Regions from separate parts of the Macaca mulatta genome. Here regions 1 and 2 are each linked to region 3. The links are chromatin contacts, called in public Hi-C maps. All regions are on one chromosome and are shown on one strand. The core of a region is the stretch at or near the end of the contact, and the rest is flanking DNA. Distances in the headings are between cores, read along the strand shown.

Region 1 (4,798 bases), core at 1,098-3,597, 80 kb before region 3:
CCAAAGATTTCCAGAATTATGAAGGAAATCAAATTCTCCTACCACTTGTAAATCAGTTCCAGGATTTCCTCTAGGGGGTTATGCAACACAAGGCTTGGAGCCACATTTGGAGAATTGAACTCATCTTTAAAAAAAAAATCTGAATTTCTACAGTGAAACTATTTTATTTTACTTGAATGTGGGGCTGCATGTATGAAGAATGAACATCGCTGCCCCAGTGTACTGGTACTGTAGTTGTATACATCTTGAATGACCTGCGAAAATCTTACTTTTGCTTAGTATTAATACAAGTGATACATAACTATACTAAAGTTATAACAAACACTTTATTTTTATATTAGCTACCACTTATAGAGCAGCTACTAAATGTCAGCCTCTATACTTAGAACGTGATGCGTGCTAGTTTCTCATTCACTTCTCAGCACAGCTCTAGGAGGCAGATTATTTTATAGATAGGGAAAATAAGGCTGAGAAGGTAAGTGATTTAACAAGGACACGCAGACCTGAAATGGCAATGTGAGAATCTGAAATCAGATCCTTTTGATATCAAAGGCTGTGCTTTATCTGCTCTATGTAATATTCTGATTCTGTAATATGTCAAATAACAGTTTATTAATGCAATCAGCTTTAGTATCTCTGATGGGCTTTACTTACCACCAAGTGAAGAAAAGCACCTTATAAAGAGCAACTCTAGAAATGGAATCTCATATCTGAAGATCATTATAGCCCAGCAAATTGTACCGGGTTACAAACTTGGTGCCTTAAATAGGGCCAGAGTCTAACCAAACAAAAAGTGATTAGCAAAATAAACCATAACAACCAGCATATGGGAAAAATCCGTACCATAGAGGCTTATTTTCTCCATTTGGAAGATTTCATTTTACTAGACAAAGTGTATGGGATCACAAGCATTGCTGTTTGCAAAATTAACAATATAAACAGGAAAATGTTAACAGCTCAAATTAAATATAGGGAAAGCAATCCTAACATCCTAATGTAGCTAATTTTATTTTCCCTACGTTTACTCTATTCACCAAACATTTGTTCAACTGCATGTTGAACCGTTATGTTTTTAGGCTGTAAGATCTTTCACGACGAAAGAGTCCAAGTAAAAGAAGTGTTTCATTTGCCTGCATAGACTCTGGTCAGTAAGCTCTCCATCACACTTCTTATGACCAGCGTCATCACTGTCATAACTAGGGGTTTAATAGCATCTCTTAACTGAAAAGGTCTGTTTTTTATTTTACCAAATTAACAAACTTTCTTCTTTAACTGAAAACTTAAACAAGCGAGTGATCTTCTTTCTGTTACATGGAATTTTGCATAAAAAATTTTTCCAAGTACACTCTACACATTTTTTAGAAAGGCATGATAGTTTCCTATAGCCCTGATTCAGTTTTTAAAATTGCTGTTTAAATGTGAAATCTCACACAATGACAATTCGTATTTTTTCAGGCACTAAACTTTCTTCTGTTATTAAATGTAAACTTAGCTGAAACATACGTAACTCCAATATCAGTAAAGAATCAGAGATTTTCAAATAAGACCAAAGGAAAACATTCAAACATAATGTTATTGTATACTGAAAATACTTATATGTGTCAGAAAGTAAATTCCTTTCTCCCTTAATCAAACACTCAAGAATCGGGCTACAATTTATCCACTTCACTACAATTTTGTTCAATTATTACAAATTTTAATTTTTTAAGTTTTCCAAGCAACATTAGTAATATTATTTCTGATTTATGAGTCACTAAGACAAATGGCTAATACATAAAGAGTATTTGCATTATTAAAATTAAAAGTTTTCAGAGATCAATTAATAGTGCTATAAATGAGTCATTTAAAATTAACTCCCAGTCCCTGTCTTTTCCTCTGCTTTCCAGAGGAACTATTTCTGAACTGTCCCAATGAAAAGTATTTTTGCCTGTGTTGAGCTTTGAGAAGGCTGTATTTTTAGAACACCAATATTACACTATCACCCATAGGGTAGGCATAAAAAAACACTGCTTTCTGCTGGTGAAACTTAGTGACCCCGTCCCTTGGAGTTGGCACATTCAACTGTCAGCTGCCTCCCAAGGGACAACCCACAGTCGTGAAGTGTACCAGTAAGTGCTCCACATTCCCACTGGGGCCTTCTATCTTCCTAAGAGTCTTCTCTGACGGGGCTGTGCCCTGCCCAGTGAAACAAAGGACCGAATATTTTCTCAAAAATGTTTAAAAATTTGACCCATGTAACGCGAACACTCCACACTCACGGAAGTGGGCAGAAGGGGGAGGGGGCAAAAAAGGAAAGAAAAGCTTCTTCAGCCTTGGCGTGGAGCAGCTGCTGTTCCTTACCCAGACGGGACAGTCGTGGACCACCAGTTTGACATTCCCAAACGCACTGGCCTGATACTCGGTGAACACTGGACGCGCGACCGTGCTGGCCGCGTTCAGCAACAAGCTGCTCTCGTCCCCCGAGACCAGAGGGCTTCTCCCCAGGTAAGTGCGGATGAGACCCGACGGCCGGTTGTCCTGGTGGAACGCGTCCCCCTCGTTCCCCAGCGCCACGATGTGGATGGACCTGCACGGACAGAGAGGGGGCGAGGGGAGAAGGGAAGCACGGTCAGCGCGCGGGTCTCTCCTCGGAACAGGAAGTGCGGGGGACAGCGCGCGGCTAGGATGGGCACCAGCCCCCGTCCCTGGGGCGCACGGCACGCGCTGGAGAGAGACAATGGCAGGACGGCGGCGCGTACGTACATGATCTCAAATCCAAGGGCAGGGCGGCGACTCGGAGAAAAGCAGCGGCTTACGGCCTCGCGGGGCCCCCGGGCGGCGAGTTCACCCGCAATCCGCTCATCCCCGGCCGCGTCCCTCTCGCGCGCCTCCACCGCGGCGGGGCCGACGCAGAGCGGGGCCGGGGCCGCGCCAGCCAGCAAGCGAGCCGGACACCAGGGTGGGCTAGCGGGCGGGGGGCAAGCTGCTGCTACTCAGAGACTGCCCGGGAACATCGCCGGGCGCGGGACCGCCGCGCAGCCCCGAGTGGACGCAGCTGACCGCAGTCCCCTCTCCGCCGCGCCTCCTCGGCTGGCAGCTATCGCCTCCTGCTGCTGCTGCTGCCGCTGCTCCTCCTCCTCCTCTAGGCAGAGAAGGGGGGTCGGGGAGATCGGGGCCTCCGCCCCCTCGGCGGACCGGGCGAAGCACGTGCCGGCCCCGGGGGTCGGGCGGACACAGGGAACGCGCTCCCCGCCGAGGCCCCGGAGCTCCCGCGGCAGCGGCCGGACACAAAGGAGTGGCCCGCGCGGGGCGCCGCGGAATATAAATTAATAAATACAACGCCCCAGCCCGAGAGCTCCCGACCGCCAATCCGCCTGCAGCAAGTTTGTTCAACTCGCAAGGCCGTAACCAGAGCCAGGAAAGGGGGGTGGGGCGATGGGGCCCCCGCTCACTCCGGACTGGAAAAAGGAGGTTAGGGAAGCTAGGGATTCCAGCACGAGTGCCGCCCCAGCAACCCGATTTTCCCCCCTCTTGGCTTTGACCGAAAGTGCTTTACCACGGCTGCCGCTTTGTCATTTGTCAACATGCGCTACTGCTGTTTTCTAAAATCATACTTGTGAGAAAAAATAAAGACAACATTCATGCCACTGCAGAAAGGGTTCTTTGTTCGCACACCAATTAATTTGCTAATGTCGCCTTGGGGGGATTATTTACTATTTCGAGCTTTATTTAGCGTATTTTAGCGAAAACTTCAGGATTTTAAATGCTGGGATTTTTAGTGTGATCGTTTTTAAAGGAAGTTATGTATGGGGGTTTAATGTGTTGGTGAGTTAAATGCTAGTTTACTTGGAGATTTTTCTGTACACATTATGGACACATATTTAATAATAGCTCCGCAGACCAACTGAAAACATAATCATGTAAATGCAAAGATACTTTAGATTCTTTCATAATAATGCACTGAAGTAAAGGCTATGAATATCCCTAGCGTGCTTCAAACTACCTCAATACAAACGAACACTGGGATCCACTTACACCAAAATGGGCCAGGGATTACTCTGGGGTTAGACTCCTCCATACAGTATTAAAATTCTAACCAGTACCTTACTCCGTCTTAAAAAGAGTTCTTGCTTATCCTTTTATCTATTTATTTTTCCCTTCTGTAAAATTGGACTGTTTCTTTTCTCAACTGAGCTATTTTGAGGGTATGAAAGAAGGGGTATTGAGTAGGGTAGTAAAAAACTAGGGTAACAGCTTTTTATTATGGGCCCTTATTGCTCGGTTGAAAGTAGTTTAGTAGTTTCTCGTGCTCAGAGAAGATATAATAGCAGACATTCTTTATGTGGTCACTAATTTTTTTAAATCTAATTTCCCTTTGCATTTTCTGATTTCTCTTTTAGTCTCTAGAACCTAAACCATCCTTAAAAATTCCAGCATTCAGGATCACTTTTTCTCTTGGGTTAATGGAAAATATATTTTCTCATCAGTCTCTTCCAGAAACCCATAAGTCAAAAACAAAGACACTAGAATGGATGAATGGATAAAGAAAATGTGGTATACACATGTAATGGACGATTAGCCTTTAAAAAAGCAGAAAATTCCTTCATAAACTACAACATGGATGAACCTTGAGGACCTTGTGCTACGTGGAATCAGCCAGTTGCAAATCACAAAAAGTGATTCCATTTATAGGAGGTATCTAAAGTAGTCAAACTCTTAGAAACAGAAAGTAGAATAATGGTTACCAGGGGCTGGGGAGAGGGGAAAAGGGGTCGTTGTTCAACAGGTATAGTGTTTCAGGTTTGCAGGAAGAAAAAGA
Region 2 (4,297 bases), core at 901-3,400, 86 kb after region 3:
GATATATACATATTATATGTTTGGAAAAAGCAAATAAGTAATTGTATTAATGTGTTTAGACCAAAATATTTGGCATAAGACAAAAAAGATATAAGTATAAAAATTAAAGAATGAACTCATAAATTTGAATGGAAAGTATCAGTATAATCTCACAATTTATTTTTCTCTTTCTAAAATATATGTACTTTCTAGATTTGTCCACTGGAAAGGTCTAGATGCAATGAAAACCCTAACACTCAGATTGTGGTCTCTAAATACAAGATGGGGCAGGAAATACGCATTGTGGACACTGAACTCTGTTAAAGCAAGCTGTCAAATACTAATGGGGATGGGTCAAAAGGACTCAGAACCACCTGAAGGGGCTTCCACTGGCCAAAGATAGGACACTTTGAATACTAACAAGTATGTGAATGCCAAAAATGTAAGCAAATATAGAAAAATCTATGCATTCATACTATACTAAAGAAGTAACAAACCTAAATATCTCAGTCATCTTTAGAAGTTTCTGGGATGTTGTGATCCACATCCGAATTCCCTTTTAGGAATGAACAATTGCCTCTGCTGAAGACAGCTGCTTTGCCCAACATCATGCCCCATTCTAGGAGCAGCCCACAATCAGTGGCCATCCAACATGCAGGTAGAAAGGTCTGTTCCCCTCACTCCAACTGGAAAGCAGCTCTGAAGCACCATATTAGTTTTGAGAACTGTCATAATAAGATAGCAACAAAATTCAGCTTCTCCTCTGCACAATCCTGCTTCCTTCATTTGTCTTTGATTACAAGATCACTCTGTAATAAAATGCCATCTAGTCAATTTCCAGTACCGCCCATTCTCTAAGTTTAAATCACAAAGATAACTTTAATATTTTCAAAAAATCTCATGGGCACATCCAGACTATGCAATTTTAATCATCACGGGTTAATCTATGAGAAAGGGAATACAACATATGATTGCAAACACTCTTTAGTGCCAGATATGCTTAACACCAACCTCTGTGTGACCACAGTAACACCGAGTGATAATAAACTAATATTACAATTAATAACCAAACAATTGTCTAAGCAGCACTTTTTAAAACATGTATCATCCTAAAAGCTTCGGTAAGGTTGACAGTAGCACCTTTGGCTTGGGAAAGTTTCAGAAACTGTTTAAGTTTGGGATTCGGCCACATTACCAACACACACACACACGCAAAATTTTTCTGGAATACGGGGGAGTGAATCAAGTTATACCAACGACTCCATTTGAATCAGCACTAACAGGATTATCACAAACCTGGATAATAAAAATAAACTTTCTTCACTTCTCACCCAAACATGAATTCCTGCAAACCTGAGGTGAACTGGGAAATGACTTTTGGAAAGCTTACACGCTTTTATGGAGATGCAGAATGTTATTTTACCACACAATTAAACCAAACCGGGGTATGGACTGAAAGTTCATTAGTAGTGGTAAAATAATTTAGCGAATCGAGGTCACTATTAAAAAAAAAATCTGCAAAGATGTTTTCAGTATTTCACTATTGTTTTACATGCCTGCATAGGTATGTGGTGTGCTTGTGAGTACACGGGGCCTCACATAAAATGTATTTCTTTCTTTGCATCGGGGTGAAAGGTGTTTGAAAATGTCTCAGGTTCTGCTACCCAAAGCTTGCAGCACAGGCGGCGGCGGGGAGGTCTCCGGTCCCTAGCGGGGGCCCCTCCCCTGCCTCGCGGTACTTACAAAGGAGTCGCTTACGACCAGCACCACGTTGGGCACTTTGGCTGCTCCCCGCCTCTGCTCCCCTGCTCCGGGGGCCTGTACCGCTAGCGCCGAGACTGCGACCAGCGACACCCACAGCAGTAGCATCGCTGGTAGCGGTTTTGAGAGCCTGTCGCCGGGCCAGCCGCCTCCCTCTGGCGTTCTCTCCCTGGCAGAGCAGGGTAGGGACAGCGAACAACTCCCAGAGCTTGCAGTTTGGTTTCTTGATAGTAACGTCGGGCTTCACCCGCAGAACTACAACTCCCATCAGGCTGAGAGCGCGCACATGCGCAACAGAGAAATCTCCGCTTTTACCCACATTAAGGCTTTTTAATCAAATACCGAGCAAATCAGAACCCAGCCACTTCCAGTCACGTGAATGATGCCTGGGAAAGGCGCATGCGCTCTCATTGCAGACTCGGCATTTGTAGAAGAGGAGCATCTGTCCCAGGTGGGTTCGGATCTCTGTCGCTTTTGCACAAGGGATCATAAAGGCGATTGAAATGGTACTTAGCGAAAGAAAGGATCGGGGCCGGGGCTGTTCGTTTTGGGCCGCGCAAGCGTGACTGAGTGTTCGGCGAGAGCGTGAACTGGGCGGCGATGAGGTGGCGGCGCGGCTGTCACTTAAGTTCAATAGGGCGGTTCCTTGTGGGGCCTCTGGGTGGACCGCCTCAGGTGCGCCGTGAATACCTTAGAGCCCCTCGAATACCTTCCCAGAGAAATCTCTAGTCTGTCTCATCTTATAGCTTCTCTTACCCTGTGCAGTCAGGATTTACTGTGCTCTCATGGGACGAGGAGCGGGGCCTAGTAAGAAGTTTCAGGCTGTAGGCGGGGGAAAGCATAGCTGTTCCTTGCCTTCAGAGAGCAAAGGAGACAAGGGAAACTGGAGGGGGAAATGGGCTCTGCGACGTATTCAGTTAGTTGGCGTAGGTTCAGAATATCATTGTTTTGCTGCAGAATAAAAACCGGTCTCTTTTGACTGTTGAATTCCTTTGGAGAGTTCTGGAAGAAGAAGATTTCTGTCCCAAAGCCAAATTCCAATTTCAGTATCTAGTTTCGAGTATATAATTTGCACATCACACTAGTAGTTTTAATATTCTGATAGTAAAAAGAGGAGTTGTACTACTTACTTAACATAATTCAACTGAATGCTAGTATCTGGCAGGTTTTTTTTTGCATAAGATAATTGTAATAAGGAACAGATTTATTTAATACTCACATGACACTTAGGTGCTGAGCGTTACACTAAGCATTTACTGAGCATCTACTGCATGCCAGGTACTTTTATATGGAATATTTTCCATGATCCTCACTTTCACTATATTGCAGATAGGAAAACAGGCTTAGAGAGGTTAAATGACTGACCTGAGTTTACACAGGGAGCCAGTCAGAGCACGACTGAAAATTGAAGAGTCTGTGCCGTAACTCACTAAATGCTCTGTCTGCAGTTAATTACAAAATTTCTTGCCAGTCTACTGAGTTTATCTGTTAGTGTAGCAGAATTGTTACTCAAGCAGCGTGATAAAGATCTGCGGGTCACACAAAAACGTAAACAGTGTTGGGCGCGGTGGCTCACGCCTGTAATCCCAGCACTTTGGAAGGCCGAGACGGACGGATCACCTAAGGTCAGGAGTTTGAGACCAGCCTGGCCAACATGGTGAAACCCCGTCTTTACGAAAAATACACAAAATACCGGGCGTGGTGGCGGGCGCCTGTAATCCCAGCTACTCGGGAGGCTGAGGCAGGAGAATCGCTTGAACCCAGAAGGCGGAGGTTGCAGTGAGCCGAGATCACACCAATGCACTCCAGCCTGGGCAACAAGAGCAAAACTCTGTCTCAAAAAAAAAAAAAAAAAAAAAAAAAAAACCTAAACAATAGTCTCGGTTTACACGAGGTTAGACTTCAGGGAAGCAAAACCTAGCATACATGAAATAATAATACAGCGTGGAAGGTGATACCAGTGGACTCCCTCATAAACACAAATTTGTTTCGAATTTATTTGGAATGTAGGATGTATTTTCTACCATGGTGACAATATTGACTGACATTTGAATTCATAAAAGTTATATTTAACTTTGTGTCTGATTCCATAAACTGTACTTACTCTCTACAGCCTTGTTTCCACAGGATATGTACTCTGATGACAGAATTACAAGAATACATCTTTTTTTCTTTCTCCCCTTGGCAGTGTCAATAGGAGCAGGTGCTGCAGTGATTTGGAGCAAGACAGATATTTTAGAGCCTTAGAGACATTGTGCTGGAAGAATCTAAGAGGCTTCTAGTCCTACTTCCCATCTGACATTCAGTTTATCCTAAATCATTCCTGCTGAGTGGATTGTTCAGCCTGTGCTTTTTCATCTCCAGCGATGGGAAGCACTTCCACTGAACGCCTCATTCCACTTTAAATAGGTCTCATTAAAAGTTCCTATTTTAAGTTGAAGTTAATCTTCCTCTATTTTTAACCATTCATTAGTTCATTTTTCTTCACTTTTACATGGATAATCTCTCCCTTTCAACAGTCCTTCCCCTCACTCCCTCTCCACCATTTATTTTTTCC
Region 3 (4,480 bases), core at 551-3,050:
TAAAAAAGGAGCAGAGAAGACTGGGGCTAAACGATAAAGGCTTCAGAGAACTATGATTACGGCCTTGCATTTTGCTTAGAAAGTATTATTTTATATGTCAAATAATAGTTTCCTCTATGTATCTTAAATGGTACCATTTATAATATCTGATGACTTTTTACATTTAACACCCATATTATTCTTACTATTGTGAATATCATGAACCATTCAGACAACAGGAAAAGCCCATGTGTTCACCTTAATTATCGTTATTTTGATGAACTATTCATAAACTCCCAATGTATTTCGATTTTAAGTCTACTTTAAGATAGTGGAATCTTAACCGAATGAAACAGAAAATTAAAGGACTCATCCAGTTTGGGGGCTAGATGAAAACTTCCCCCTGAAAAATTTAGTTGTTGTGTTCCATGTTCTCATCGAGAAAAAGTTTTGGCCTGTCCCTAAAATTGGTTTCTAAAGGTGCTAACTCCATATAAAATTACAAATCAGCTGAATGGATACTCGGTCACTATTAGATCCCTTTCCGACACAGGAAATAAATTCAAGTTGAATTTTTAAAAATATTTAGTGTAACTCAAATTTCCACAAGACGCTGGAGATAAAAGAGACACGAAGTGAAACGTACTTACTTGTCACTCCTCTTGAGCCATGACTAAGGTGCTTTTACTAAGTCTGGAAACTTTGCCTACACGTTATCAGAATGCTTATCTCAAATTTGACACCCTTGCTTTTAGGTGCAGGGAAGAAAAATGTCTTAGTAGTTTCTGAATGGCAGAATAATAATGGCTAAAACTAGCTGTCCTTCAGTAAATGCTTACTGCTTGGACCCTTTGAATATAATAGTTCATCAGTCTTCACAAAACCACCAAGGGGTAGGCATTAGTTTTATTCAGGTAGCACCCACTTTTTTTAATAAAAACATGGGGCTTGCAAGTAAACTACCCTGAAGACACAAAAACCTTTTAGCAAAGCAAAATTTTAGCAAAGCAAAAAAAATGGTGATATATATAGTACTGATATTTATATATGTCACCAAAGATGTGATCACGAGTGAGCTAGACCTGGGTTTGCATCCCAGTTCTGCGTGATTTGGGGCAAGTTGCTTAATTTCGCTGTGCTGCAGTTCTTTTACTGTAAGAAGGGCCCGCAACATCAGGGTGCACATAGGGTAAAGCACATAAATGCTTTAACACACGTCAAATGTTTAGAGCAGGCCTAACGCAGAAAAAGCTCAAAGCGCGTTAGCTGGCACCTCTAAGGTCCATCCAGCTCCGGCAGTTATCCTGCCTAACTTCAAGCTGTGTTTAACATTTCGGTAAAGACGGCCTGCAGTTCGGAGACTGCACGTGGCTGTCCAGGTGCTGTAAATTCTCCACTACAGACTCCAGGAGAGAGTATCTCCAGGACGGCCGGGGCTGCGGTAGCCTGGAGCAGCTTCTATACTTTAGAGCGCACGAATGCCATGAAAGCTTGTTAGAACGACCCGCATACCCCCCTGAGGTGGCAGGTCTCAGGTGTAGCCCAAGTTTCAAGGTGAACAAGCTCAGTGGGTCTCCGGTGCCTGGGCGGAAGCCCGCCCTGGCGGGTTAACAGTTAACGCTGAACCGAAACCCAGGAGGCCTCAGGCCTCGCAGCGGCCCGGAGCAAAGGCCACAGGCCAGCAACCCCGCCACAGCCGGAATGCCGAGTCCACGCCCGCGGCCCAGCCGGAAGCAGCTGGTCCCGCGAGCCCGCCCCCAGCGCGGCGAGAACAGAACTTACTGTCCCCGAGTCCTCGCTCCGCCTCCGCGTGACGCTACTGCGCGAGCCAGAGCTCCAGACTCGCGCGGCGCCTCGACGGGGCGGGGCAAGGTCATCCACGTGAACGGAGAAGGCCCGCCCCCAGGACCGCCTCTATGGTATTGCCGGCAGATGACCCTGACCCTGGTTGATAGAGATCGCTGGCCAACAGCGCCTAGCCAGGACCTTCAAACGGGCAGGCCTACTCGTGTGCTTGACAAATGTGGATAGCATCAGTTTACTTTTTAGATGTTTGTTGGTCTCATTACATTTATTCAAATTTTTGATGCGCCCAGCGATTTCGTTCAGGAATTTACCCTATACAAATATTTGCAGGTCTTCGCGATGCTTGTAATCCATGTATAAAGATGTTAAGGCAGGGCGTGGTGGCTCATGCCTGTAATCCCAGTACTTTGGGAGGCCGAGGCGGGCGGATCACCTGAGGTCGGGAGTTTCAGACCAGCCTGACCAACATGGAGAAACCCCGTCTCTACTAAAAACATAAAATTAGCCGGGTGTAGTGGCCCATGCCTGTAATCCCAGGTACTCGGGAGGCTGAGGCAGGAGAAGAGCTTTGAACCCAGGAGGCAGAGGTTGCGGTGAGCCGAGATGGCGCCGTTGCACTCCAGCCTGGACAACAGGAGCGAAACTCCATCTCAAAAAAAAAAAAGGATTTTTTTTGCAATGAAATAATCAGAATAACTAAAGTGATAACACGGAGGAATGGTTCAATAAAACACAGCACAACAGTACAGACGTGTATTACTTCGTGGCTGTGTACTGTATACTCAAAGGACAGGTGCATGATGTAATGAATATTAAAGGCAAAGCATGGAATACTATATGCGGTGTGCTGTCTTTAATGTAAACAAAAATTATGTTTTGAAATACAAACATGCAGGTATGTATATAAACTTTTTCTGGAAAACTCAAAAGAAACAATAGTGGTTGCTTTGGGAGGAGATGGAGAGTTTTCACTTTCATATTTTGAACTTTGCAATTTTGTTTTTTTCTCATTATACTTCCCTGAATTGACAACAACAACAAAGAAAACCACCAAACCTTCATATCTGTGTTCCGAGCTGGGAAACTAGATGAGCCTAAGTTTTTAAAAGTTTCCTTGACTACCTTCCAATGCAGTGGTTCTTAACCCTGGTTATGCCTTAGAGTCGCTTGGGAGTTTTGAAAAGTCGTGATGCCCAGTGTGTATGCCAGACCAACAAAATAAAACACAGATTTATTTGGGGTTGGGGGCAGGTGGGCAGATTCAATATATGTTTTTAACTTCCTGAGTGATTCCAGTGTGACCCCAAGGTTGAACACTACAACTTGTATTTAGTATGGTGACATATTGATCTCCGGCTCTAGGGTGGCCCAGTGAACCTAGGGCAGCCGAAACCCAGGAACTTTGTCCATTTACCTCAGTGTGCTATATAAATGCCATTTTTTAAAATGAGCCTCAACCTGTAAGAAGTTGAATAGCTCAGAATAATTTGCCTCCAGTGCTAGTTTCTTCTGATTCTATTCTTTTCAGTATAGTTTTAGGGTGATCAATAATATTTCATAGGGTCATTACCCTTTTGGCCATTTGTTTCACTGACCCAAACACAAATTAACTATCTAGTTTTGATGTATCACTTATCAAAGAGATAAAATATATTTTGATTTATTATAATTTCCATTATCTGTTAGTCATCCCAAATGATTTTATTGGCACATGGAAGGTGTTAGCAGTCCCCAGCTTGTCATCAAAGGACTAAATAAGGTTTGCCATTTTAGAAATCCTTTTTCACTTTGTCATATTCTGGACATTAAAAAAGGACACATCTTACATCCATCGACCTTAAATTTGATTTTGAATAAACTGAAGACCTCAGTAGTTATACATGCATATGCACACAAGAAGGATGAAAGAAGAGAAACTTTCTTTTATCTCTACCAAAAGTATTCATATGGTTAGTCATGTGATGTTTGGAAAGCTATAATGGAGGTCAGAATAAACTACCCTTCTTCATTTCCCAAGTACACACACACTCAAACGCACAAAACCATTCACACACAGGCATGCACATTAGGTAACAGCAAGAACCCATCCAGTCTATTTGGAAGTCATTATTGTTCAGAATAAAGTTCATGATTCCTACTGTTATTTTGCCTTTTTTTTTTTTTCAATAGAACAATGTGAGCAATGCTACCACTAAGTTTCACCTGTGGCCAACTTGGGGCATGTTTTACCTTTTCTTTTCTTCCTTCATTTGTTTTAGCCTTTCCTTTTCTACGCTTCTAACTTTGGCCTATTAGTGACACCTAGTGGTACCTGTGGCCAGCTTTCCCCCTGATTTTGGCTCTCAATATCTTCATATATGGTTTCAACTGAAAACTGTGAGTCTAGTCCCTCTGCCGTGAGCATCAGGCTGTTTCTCGGCAGACTTTTCAGGTACCAAGACTCCCCTCTTAAAGAAGTTAAAAACTTGTCTTCAATCCTAAGCCAAAATCTGTTTTGACTGCTAGTGAAGGCACTTGTGTGCTGCTAGTTTCACTATAGGGAAGTTTGAAGAGTGTCCGCCGATCTGAATTTCCTACTCCTTTACACTAGAAAAGGGTGATAATACTGCCCTTACTAGGCCCTGGAACTCAGATTATGAGACAGTGCGGGTGGCTCTAAATGCCAGCTATGTGCTTATGACTCCTAAATGAATGT

The links. A called contact is a pair of places that touch in the nucleus more often than the background predicts.
Region 1: a contact with region 3 is called in a Hi-C map of fetal cortical plate, with 2.2 times the contacts expected there. The contact joins the promoter of SPATA9 here to the promoter of RFESD in region 3. A contact is called at or near these places in 2 of 14 Hi-C or Micro-C datasets (fetal cortical plate and liver).
Region 2: a Hi-C map of cortical neurons shows a contact between it and region 3, with 5 times the contacts expected there. The contact joins the promoter of SKIC3 here to the promoter of RFESD in region 3. A contact is called at or near these places in 2 of 14 Hi-C or Micro-C datasets (cortical neurons and fetal cortex germinal zone).

The regions. Positions count from the first base shown.
Region 1 is chr6:102,094,254-102,099,051 of T2T-MMU8v2.0, reverse strand. SPATA9 (spermatogenesis associated 9) reads left to right here and starts at 2,347. Exons shown (of 5, transcript XM_078004996.1): 1 at 2,347-2,484. RHOBTB3 (Rho related BTB domain containing 3) reads right to left here and starts at 3,112. Exons shown (of 12, transcript NM_001260883.1): 1 at 2,743-3,112; 2 at 2,341-2,566. The coding sequence starts at 2,744.
Region 2 is chr6:101,927,809-101,932,105 of T2T-MMU8v2.0, reverse strand. It overlaps SKIC3 (SKI3 subunit of superkiller complex), which reads left to right and starts at 2,150. Exons shown (of 43, transcript XM_078004994.1): 1 at 2,150-2,191. It overlaps ARSK (arylsulfatase family member K), which reads right to left and starts at 2,003. Exons shown (of 9, transcript XR_003730442.2): 1 at 1,723-2,003.
Region 3 is chr6:102,013,564-102,018,043 of T2T-MMU8v2.0, reverse strand. It overlaps RFESD (Rieske Fe-S domain containing), which reads right to left and starts at 1,800. Exons shown (of 7, transcript XM_078004998.1): 1 at 1,762-1,800.